2 separate regions of the Arabidopsis thaliana genome follow, and region 2 is linked to region 1. The links are chromatin contacts, called in public targeted proximity ligation maps. All regions are on one chromosome and are shown on one strand. The core of a region is the stretch at or near the end of the contact, and the rest is flanking DNA. Distances in the headings are between cores, read along the strand shown.

Evidence for each region.
Region 2: a targeted proximity ligation map of shoot shows a contact between it and region 1, with 11 read pairs. A contact is called at or near these places in 2 of 26 Hi-C or Micro-C datasets (root and seedling), 1 of 2 datasets of targeted methods (shoot) and 2 of 3 other capture datasets (seedling and shoot).

Annotation. Positions count from the first base shown.
Region 1 is chr4:8,814,491-8,819,805 of TAIR10.1, reverse strand. It overlaps ATB' GAMMA (Protein phosphatase 2A regulatory B subunit family protein), which reads right to left and starts at 2,884. Exons shown (of 4, transcript NM_001341040.1): 1 at 2,848-2,884; 2 at 2,376-2,759; 3 at 909-2,242; 4 at 79-834. The coding sequence starts at 2,099. The coding sequence ends at 457. PUX5 (serine/threonine protein phosphatase 2A 55 kDa regulatory subunit B prime gamma) reads right to left here and starts at 5,070. Exons shown (of 4, transcript NM_117629.4): 1 at 4,442-5,070; 2 at 3,904-4,195; 3 at 3,691-3,786; 4 at 2,991-3,590. The coding sequence starts at 4,938. The coding sequence ends at 3,210.
Region 2 is chr4:8,875,083-8,880,847 of TAIR10.1, reverse strand. IAGLU (indole-3-acetate beta-D-glucosyltransferase) reads left to right here and starts at 1,521. Exons shown (of 1, transcript NM_117646.3): 1 at 1,521-3,258. The coding sequence starts at 1,547. The coding sequence ends at 2,971. It overlaps UMAMIT38 (EamA-like transporter family), which reads right to left. Exons shown (of 8, transcript NM_001341052.1): 8 at 5,470-5,765. The coding sequence ends at 5,662. It overlaps AT4G15545 (PH-response transcription factor), which reads right to left and starts at 5,192. Exons shown (of 8, transcript NM_117645.3): 1 at 4,605-5,192; 2 at 4,449-4,517; 3 at 4,295-4,348; 4 at 4,166-4,205; 5 at 3,981-4,079; 6 at 3,674-3,898; 7 at 3,470-3,591; 8 at 3,049-3,373. The coding sequence starts at 4,916. The coding sequence ends at 3,281.

The sequences.
Region 1 (5,315 bases), core at 1,635-4,134:
CACACGAAAAAAAACATGACTTGTTTACGAAAATGCCGTTGCATATATACCGAACCAAACCGAGATTCGATAACTTCGGTTATGATTTGGTTAGTAGGGGAGCTAAATTAATGAACTTCAAAGCATAAAATACAATTCATTCCACAATACAAATACGAATAATTGTTTAGTCGTCCTCTCAAGAACTATATCTATAAGCCATATTTCTTACACCTCAGATTGTTATTCAACTAAGAGCTGAGTAAGAAAAAAAAAGGATCAGAAGCAACAAACAATTGAACCCATGATTCCATAAACCTGAAAAAAATGTTATAATTAAGTATTCACTGATGATATTGCCCTTCTTAATCATCGTGCTTAATCTTCTTCAAGGACTGATCCTGATGCTCGAACGGATCGATACAATTCTGCTGGATTGTTTGAAAGTATGTCTCGGTGATAGAGAGCAGAAAGTGTTCAACTACCCGAAGTTTTACCGGTTGCAAGAGTAACTGAAGATGAAAATCGGGGGACGAGCACTGCCTCGTTGCTTACGGATTTCGAAGCTGCTAACTCTTCCAAAAGCTTCCATGTTGCTTCTCGTTTGGCTACAACCTCGGTTTCATTCGCTTCATCTTCTTGGAACTTGGCTAAGCATTCATCAAACAGAATTTGGTCTGTCTCTGCCATTACCTTTCTCACATTCAAAGTCAGACTCTGAACTGCTTGGTTCCAATGCCCCCGTGTGTTTCTCTCCATAGCCGGGAACACAATGGGCATTATCACTTTATGGTTTTGAGTAATCAGGTTTCTTATGTGATCGTTGTTCCATAGAAATAGAGCCCTTTCAGCCACCTGACAAAAGAAGCAACTTTGAATATAACCTGCAAAATTGCGAGACTATATGAACAACTTATCGAGAGTCGCACCTGAAAATGTGAACTGTTGAGGCATCTAGCGATTTGACGAAATAAAGGAACCATACATCGCTGAAACTCAGCTGCTTGAGTTGCTTCCAAAACTTCTTCCAACTCTCCAAGAAACATAACTTCCTTTGAACTATTAGTCACAGGCCAATACTTTAGAAGTCCTCTAATGACCGTATCAGCAAGCTTGAAGTCTTTCTCTACAAACTGAACAATGCAATAAGAAAGCTGTTGATGATAAGCAGATGCACATTTAGGTCTGTGGAGTGGAATCAATGCCCGGATTAGGAAGAGCTTATGCTCTTCTTTTAACGGTAAAGCGAAACCGTTGATTATACTTCCTAGTATCTCAAGCAACTCTGCAATACCGTTATGCTTTTCGGTTTCAAAAATGAATCTGTAGAAGATATTGTTGATCGCCTTTCTGATAAAGGGTCGGTGCACCATGAATTTCCCGTATATCCGATGAAGAATGGTCTTTAGATATTCCCTCTCTCTCTGGTCTTCAGAGTCAAACAAATCCAAGAGCTTCAAGACAAATGAATGGTCAATATATCTCTTTGCAAGCTTTGCATCAGTCATAGGCGAGGCCACAAATCTAAGAAGAAGCTCATAGACAACTTGAAGATGAGGCCAAGCCGGCTCTAAAGCAGGTTCCTCATCATCCACATCAAGCGTTTCGAGAATCTTACTCTCGTGATTCGCAGAAGGAAACGTCCTGAAAAGATTAACAACAGCCACTTTCGCAATCTCTTGCATTGCAGCATCACTCAACTTTGTAGAAACCGTTGCAATATAATCAACAAGCTCAAGCAAAGTCTGTCTCTTTATCTCTTTCTCTCTCAGATTCTTCGACGGATCATTGAAGTCGAACACAACGCAACACATACTCAACTTCTTGATAAACAGATTAGGTTTCTCCGAGGTAGGAACATCTCTAAAGCTTGGCAATGCTTCATAAACTCCATTGACTTGATTGGTTCTGTTAGAGCTCGTTGAAGAAGGAGCAATAACAGTTCCATTTGCTCCATTCGAATTCGATGCGGATGATTTCGAAGAAGGCTTCGAGATACTACTAATACCCGAATTGGGAATGTAATATGAATTAACCCCACCTTCTCCGTTTGGATTCGAGTCATTATGCGAAGATTTTGAAGGTTTTCTGGGCAATTTCCCAAATATCTGTTTGATCATAATTACAGAAACCCTAAATTATCTCCCCACAAAAGGGCCAAAACCCTTCCCTTTTTTTCTCTACTTCGCAACAAGCCTAAACTAAACCAGTAAAACCCAAAAGCTTTGGTTCTAAATCAAAACCCTAATCATTGAACACAGCCCTGCATGTAGACAAAGCCTAAATTCATAATCGGAAACACAATCTCATAAACAGAATCAAAGATTAGCTTAAGAAGATCCAGAGAAAACAACAAAATGTAAACTTTGGAGAGAGGAGGAAGAAGAGGAGCTTACAAATGGCAGATGAGTAGAGAGAGAGATCTGGGCACTGGAGATGAATGAAATCAAGAGAAACCCTAAGAAAATGGCGAGCTTCAAGTAAAAAAGGAAGGATCTTTGTGATAAACCCTGTAAAAACAGCTACTTTTTCTCGCCCTAAACTGAATCGAGAGCAGAGGAAAGAGAAAAAAAGGGGAAAAGGCAACGAAGCCCAGCAAAGAGAAAAAAAAAATCTGGGAAGTTACAGAACACACAACACGAAGATTAAGGTTGTAATGAAAACTAAAATAGGAAAATAAATTAATAATTGTCCTTCGCTATCTCTTCCTCTGTAGATTTTCACTGTAAATCTCAATATCTCTGGCTTTCTTTGGATTCCGAATAACAGACATTATAGAACTGTTTACAAAAAAATAAAATTAATTTTCCAAAAAAAAGGTTTTGAAGAGAACAAGGAAAATGACAGATGGGCAGGTACGTTAATTACCATTATGTCCCTGATATTAGGAGAGCGTATGTGTGTGGAATTTATGCAGAAGCTGGTCAATTCGTCAATTCACGAGTCCAAGGATATAAGTAATTTGCTCATTGGATAATATTTTTTCGATTATTCTTTCTAAAAGATATGGTAGTAGCTAGTCGATTGAAGAAATAAATAAATTATGCAAAAGCTAAACTGCTAAAGTTATTAATAAATCTGAAGAAAAGAGTTTGATAAATCTACGAAAATCCAAAGCCTCTAGAGCGTTGACCAGATAGTTAGAGACTAAAGTCAACGATCAGGTTCAAAAACACAAAAGCAAAAAAAAAAAAAGAGAGACATAAATCGAAGGGATGAGTTATGTAAGTCTAGAATTTCTGGATGACGACGGCATTAGCTATACCAGCTTGCTCGATGGTTTGGTCCAATTCTGTCAATTGTTTAGGAGGGAACCCCATGGTTAGCAACTGGTACTCTTTGGAGCCACCGGGTCTAGAAGCGTCGATAAACCCACGTACATCTCTGACAGTGTGGTGGTTGTTGAACCTGGAGACAAGGCGTGTTCCGTCTGCTAATCTGAGCTGGATAGAGGTTGTCGGTGCTGCTGGATCTACAACTAGCCCTCTTGATGGTGCTGGTGCTACGTTCATTGGGGCAGATGAAGCTTGTGGTGCTGAACTTGAACCAGATCCGCTGGCTCCTAGGGTTCTTCCTACACCTTGGAATGGATTTTTAGGCTTTGGTGGTTCCTGTGAGTCAAAAGATACAGACGTTAAAAGAATCCTATGAGTGGCTTCTCCAGAGAATAGGTTAACGAGATTATTATTGATAGATGGGAATGAGACTTACGGTGAAATTTTCTCCACGCCTGACCAGATCGACATGAACAGGGATCTTCTTATCTGCTGGTTCGAGTTCGCTGGGGCACTCTGACCTTGAGATGCTCTGCAAAAGACAACATATATATTAGGGATTCAAAGACTATCCAAGTGAGTAAAGACAAGTATCAAGCTTGATTTCCATGGAATTGTAGTTACTAATTAGAGAAAATCTGGACATTACATTCATAAAGGCTGCGTTTTCAGGGTCACTGAACCCTCTTAACGGACCATCATTAACAGTGAAACCATTCAACCAGAAAGTGATGGTGTGCATAATCCTTTGAGGCTGCTCTTGCTGTTGTTGCTGAGGAGAAGACGAAACAGCTTCACCAGACAACAAACGCGCAGCTCCAGTGAAGCTTGTAGAAGCTGATCTTGATGGTTCAACAGGTCTGTCTACAGCTGACTGCCTAGCTTGGTCAAAAAGTTCATCAACATCTTTCACTTTCTTAGGATCTTGTACCATCATCCCACTACAACACATTACACAATCCAAAAACAAAACTCTATTAGCGACACAAACATACACTTTCTCCAGCTATATAAGAATTTCAAGAAAGACAATTCAGCTACATACACAAGATATGGTCAATCCCTAAACTATCATTGATCTACGCACATTGCTCAAGTTCATGATCATGTTGCCCTAATTCACTTTCTCAACAGTATTATCATCTAAGTATTTTCCAAACTATGATCAGATCTGTTGAAAATTGTACCTCTTTTGTCCACCGGTATAATACTCATTAGCTTCATCCGAATCACTGCCCTCGCCATCAGCCGGAGAACGGTTCAGATCGGCGAATGTACGGATATTCCCAGCGTGTTGACGACTCCTAGAACTCCGAATTCCCGACGGATTCTCAGTTTCTTTATTCTCTCCAGCACCGCCTCTCGATCGGAGACCGTAGGGAGCAGCGCGAGAAGACGGAGAAGCAGATCGTGATCGGGAAGGAGAGGGAGAGGTTTCAGACGGAGTGTAATCGGGAGAGTGAGATTGAGAAGGAGATTGTGCACCGGCAATAGTAGAAGAAGGTGGTGGTGGCCCGGTAGGGTTTGGTTCGGCGGCTGCGGCGGCATCGTTATCGAGGAAAGTTGAAACGGCAGCGTCTAGATTCCAAGTGTGACTTTCGAGGAAGAAATTAGCTTCTTCTCTTGATGAAGAAGTGATCTCGATGAAGGAGTTTATCAGATTCTCGTTCGTCTCCGTCGCCATCGTCTTCTCGAAGCTTCTTCTGTTGCTAGATTGTTTTTTTTTTCTTTCGTAGCTTTCTGATTTTTTTCTTTCTACTATTTTAATTTTACTATATATATGTAAATATTTTCCTTTTTTCACCGTCAAACTTCTCTCAAGTCTTAACAACATACGTTTCGAATAAACGGTGATGTTAATGGGCCCAAAGGCTTGGCCTTTTAGCCTTACAAAAGGCCTTTTAGTATATAACAGCTAAATTTTCAAGGAAGCAAACTGAGAAGAAACCACATTTTGTTGTTGCCTTTGTATAAATGACTCGTCGTGTTCATTGATCATTAGGTTCGGATTTATCGAGGAACGTCAAAGAGTGGTCGGGGAAAAGAGTCTACTAACCATTG
Region 2 (5,765 bases), core at 272-2,771, 62 kb before region 1:
ATTGATTAATTACATAATGGATCTGATGATGCACAAAATGGCTAGATACGTGACGATCAGGTTTTCTTGTCATAGTCGATATCTTTCTTTTTTAAGAATTTTTTTTATCCGATCTTGTTTGGACAAAAATCGAAAGTTTATCTTTCAAGTTTTGGGATAATTCTTTAATCTTTTTGCATGACATGTCGTCACTATCAAAAGATATTATTTTTTTTTAATTGAGATATCAATTACTTCATCCATATGAAATCAAATTAATTCTCCATGAGTAAATATTGAAGTCAAACTTCTTGAATATTATAAAACATAAAAACTTCACCTTTAATCATTAATCTAATAACTTAGTGTCGTGCCAATGATTAAGAGGCCTACGGCAAAAATTTAACAAACATAGCCTCTTTTTAAATTAACTAAAAACTCATATGTATAAAATATTTAATTTTGATTATTATTTTATTGTTGTTTTTTAAAACTTCCATTGGACAACTAGAAATTACTAAATACTTTTCAAACATTAGTAGAGAATAAGTAAAATACTACCATAGAAACATAAATATACACAAAAATATTTCCGATTTATGTCAAAAGCCCATGTGATTAAAAAAAAAAATGAATAAAGTTTTAGTGGAATTGTAGCTGGATATCTTTGGAAAAATGACTGTTAGTGAGGTAATTTTGCCAACAACACTAACATTTTCTTAAAAATGTGGCATCCTAAAATTAGGCTATAAGATGTGGCTTAGGGCATTTGCCCTTTTCATTACAGAGTAAGCACGGCTCTATACCATTCGTATCTTATCTTTATACTAGGTAGAGTTTGTACTGATATTATCGATATAGCTCAATTTCAAACCCAAAATATACATAAGTGATAGTTTTTTTGATAAAACATATATAGCAAAGAAAGTTGTTTGACATGGTGCAATCCCTACAAGCTAGCTACAATTCAGCATATTTTTCTAAGACTTTGGATTTGACTAGACAAATATAAACCAGTAGACTTTGGTGAATGAATAACACGATGAACGCCGCTTTTAAGACTGTCTCAGTCAATTCGGTCTTTATCTTTTGCATTAATGCGTTCAAATTAATGTCAAACAATTCTACTTTTTCACGTACGTTGAAAGTTCTTTTTCTTTTCTTTTTACTGATAAAAGGCTTTATAGTTGAATGTTCTCGTTCGTTATTTATCACTTACACATATATTCGTTAAATATCACTATCACTTATATACACATCTGATAAACTTGTGTATATCATGCATCGATTTCTTCAAAAAAAACAAAAAAAGTATGGTAGGCCAAATGGTCGTGTGCTCGTATCCACTGAATCCATATAGATTTTTCGTCATCACTAACGTCACAAAATTGCGTTGTTCAATGTTTAGTTAGTGGGGTTTGCTCTGTTTCTGTCTTTGTTTAATATTATTACTTTCCTATTTTCACTGAGATCAGATTTTGTCTGTCAGTATAAACTCTCTATAAAACCAAACTTTTGTGTTATTGTCTTTCATTAGTAACAACAACACCAACCAATAATTAAACAAATGGCCAACAACAATTCCAACTCTCCCACCGGTCCACACTTTCTATTCGTAACATTTCCAGCCCAAGGTCACATCAACCCATCTCTCGAGCTAGCCAAACGCCTCGCCGGAACAATCTCTGGTGCTCGAGTCACCTTCGCCGCCTCAATCTCTGCCTACAACCGCCGCATGTTCTCTACAGAAAACGTCCCCGAAACCCTAATCTTCGCTACCTACTCCGATGGCCACGACGACGGTTTCAAATCCTCTGCTTACTCCGACAAATCTCGTCAAGACGCCACTGGAAACTTCATGTCTGAGATGAGACGACGTGGCAAAGAGACACTAACCGAACTAATCGAAGATAACCGGAAACAAAACAGGCCTTTTACTTGCGTGGTTTACACGATTCTCCTCACTTGGGTCGCTGAGCTAGCGCGTGAGTTTCATCTTCCTTCTGCTCTTCTTTGGGTCCAACCAGTAACAGTCTTCTCCATTTTTTACCATTACTTCAATGGCTACGAAGATGCAATCTCAGAGATGGCTAATACCCCCTCTAGTTCTATTAAATTACCTTCTCTGCCACTGCTTACTGTCCGTGATATTCCTTCTTTCATTGTCTCTTCCAATGTCTACGCGTTTCTTCTACCCGCGTTTCGAGAACAGATTGATTCACTGAAGGAAGAAATAAACCCTAAGATCCTCATCAACACTTTCCAAGAGCTTGAGCCAGAAGCCATGAGCTCGGTTCCAGATAATTTCAAGATTGTCCCTGTCGGTCCGTTACTAACGTTGAGAACGGATTTTTCGAGTCGCGGTGAATACATAGAGTGGTTGGATACTAAAGCGGATTCGTCTGTGCTTTATGTTTCGTTCGGGACGCTTGCCGTGTTGAGCAAGAAACAGCTTGTGGAGCTTTGTAAAGCGTTGATACAAAGTCGGAGACCATTCTTGTGGGTGATTACGGATAAGTCGTACAGAAATAAAGAAGATGAGCAAGAGAAGGAAGAAGATTGCATAAGTAGTTTCAGAGAAGAGCTCGATGAGATAGGAATGGTGGTTTCATGGTGTGATCAGTTTAGGGTTTTGAATCATAGATCGATAGGTTGTTTCGTGACGCATTGCGGGTGGAACTCTACGCTGGAGAGCTTGGTTTCAGGAGTTCCGGTGGTGGCGTTTCCGCAATGGAATGATCAGATGATGAACGCGAAGCTTTTAGAAGATTGTTGGAAAACAGGTGTAAGAGTGATGGAGAAGAAGGAAGAAGAAGGAGTTGTGGTGGTGGATAGTGAGGAGATACGGCGGTGCATTGAGGAAGTTATGGAAGACAAGGCGGAGGAGTTTAGAGGAAATGCCACGAGGTGGAAGGATTTAGCGGCGGAGGCTGTGAGAGAAGGAGGCTCTTCCTTTAATCATCTCAAAGCTTTTGTCGATGAGCACATGTGATTTTGGTATCAGAAATTATAACAACACTCCGCTTTTCTGTTCTTCCTTGCTCTGTTTCAATGTTTACACAATACAGTAGACAGTATTTTGGATGTTGATTGGTTAGTTTTGAAGATGATGAAATGTAATTTATTCAAGAAGAGAGAGATAGATAGATACACGAGAGAGCACAAATGATACAATCAAATTGTCAGTTTTACTTGGTCTTACTTGACAGCCAAGGAAACAAAAGAAATTGAATGTTGCAGACTGATGAATCCTGAGTTTCCGAGTATATAAGTTCTTTGTGTAACTGAAGAAGCCAAACTCTTAGTGAGCGTTGCGTGTGATCAAGCCCTCGAATATGACGTAGAGATCTCTGTTATCGCCTCCAAATATCTCTTCAGCTTTCCTAAGTGTTTCCTAGAAAACAAAGAAGAAAAGACATTGCAGGTCGAATCAGAATCCAAGTTTTGAATCGAAAGAGGGTAAAGATGATTGAGAGAGGATTCTCCTTACTTCTCTTGTTTGCTTGTGGGCGTTAAGATCCTTCACATTTCCAAGAAATGCACCAAATTGCTCGTAAGATAATCGGCTCCTGACTTGTCGAAAGAACTCTTTTCCATCAACCCGAGTTCTCGCTGAAAACGAAGATAACAAACAAACCGTAAATAAAGGTGTTGTTCCAAAACCCGCCACAAGAAAATCTTGGTTTGAACTTACCAGTTTGTGAACCAGGCTCTGAGATTGAAATAGAAGATCTAGTATCATCAAACATGCCTCTAGTGGTAGCGAACGATACAGAATGGCGTCGAGGAGAGATAGGTCTCGAAGTTGTTTTCGGTGTACCAGAAGCAGATAAGATTGGTGGAGAACCAGGAGGAGTAAGCCGTGGCGTAGTAGTTTGTGATACTAACGGAAGACTAGCTGATAAACTTGGTTTAGGAGCTACGATATAACACAAAACAAACTAACGCATTAAACACAAAAGGTTAGTGGCTTAAGCGTTGAGAGCAAGCAAGTACTATACCATCGTTTTCGTTGTCAGTTGCAGCTGGTTCAATGGCTTCAGAAGCTTGTTGAGATTGGATTGATGAATGTCTTGAAGGTTGAAATGGAGTATCATCATCTGAAAATGACAATAAACCACAATAAGAACCATCCATTTTGGTATATGAACACAAGTTTTCACTAAAATCTTCACAAGAACTATACCGTTTGGTGTCGGCTTAGCGATGATTTGCGTTGTTCCTGCCTGTTACAAAACCAAACACAATCAATTCAAGATCATGAATTTGTTACTTCAAAGCAAATTAGAGAACATGAAGAGTATAAGTTTCATACATTTTGGTCATCATCTTGAAGAGACATCATAAGCGTCTTCCTAAAACCCTCAAGCTGCACACAAATTTAGAAACAAAAACCCTAAAATCTCAGCTACTTCCAAATTTAGAAACAAAGAGACCTGACGTCAAATTTGAAACAGAGTCAAAATTACCTTTGAGACATCTCTCTGAAGTCTCTTGACAGTATTAGACAAAGAAGCATTTTCTCTTATCAGATTCTCCTGGAAGAAGATAATTAGATCAAAATCAGTAAAAATGAATCGGGTCAAAACAGAACAAATAAAGTCAAAAACCGGGTCGGGTCGGACCTTTTCACCATCAGCGAGAGAAAGCTTATGAAACGCATCGGAAAGAGAAGCCTCGAGAGACTCAACGTGAGACTGGAGTTCTTCAAATTCTTTTTCTTTCTCGGCGAGAAGTTCCCGGAGATCCGACGACTCTGATTCGAGAGCTGAGACACGTGTCGAGAGAGCAATGGATGTGATTTTGCGAGCTACATCTAGCTGCTCGAATGGATCGGACGGTAGAACTTGAAGAAGTTCATCGGGAAGATCGAAACTTCTCGAACCTGTAATTGCACTTGCTGATCCTTCTTCTTCTTCTTCTTCTATCTCTGACATTTCTCGTTTTCTGTGTTTTTTTTGTACCTTATGAGTTCATATACGGTTACGGTATAACCCGGTATTAGTATTAAACCGAAATTTGAGTCTAAACCAAACAATTTCTTGATTTTACATATCAATATTCATCGATTGAGACTGTATTATTACAAAAAGCTTCATTATGTCAACGCTAAATTCTATTGTGTTATGGGAAATACAATTCCGGTTTGGGATTGATACCGGTTCGGTTATGTAATGTTGATATGATTGAATTGATAGACGTGAATGTGTGTGGATAAAGAGAAATGTGGTCACGTATGGTTTGTCTTTTTGTGTGAAGTGATATGACATAATGTGTGGTATTGAATTGGGTAAGCCAAGTTTTTGTTCTATGAATGGATAGGACTATAATTCATTGGACACATAAGAGGAGACAAATACATTGTATCCAATTCCAAACGTCAAACTGGATACAAAACCGGATTCAAATTGCAAACAAACCGAAAATCCGGACATAGCTGGATTTTACCCCCTAGAAAAGTAAATAAATTCCTTATACTATAAGAAATATTATCATTTTCTCAACAAATAAGTATATCATTTTTCACATTTCAATGTATCATGTTAGATTTTTTTTGTACAAGTCATAAGATCTTACAACTTACAAGATAAATAGGGATCATCATCATCTAATGGGACCATAATTATGAATAAAATAAGAAAACGATTACACTTGTCTCCAACATATTTTCATGACAAGGTTTCAATCTTCTTCTCTGTCGTGTGAAGGCAATAAAAGTGATTGCTCAGAATCACTTACTGTTTTGGTTGAATCCTCTCTTGCTTTGCCCCAAATCACAGTGTAAA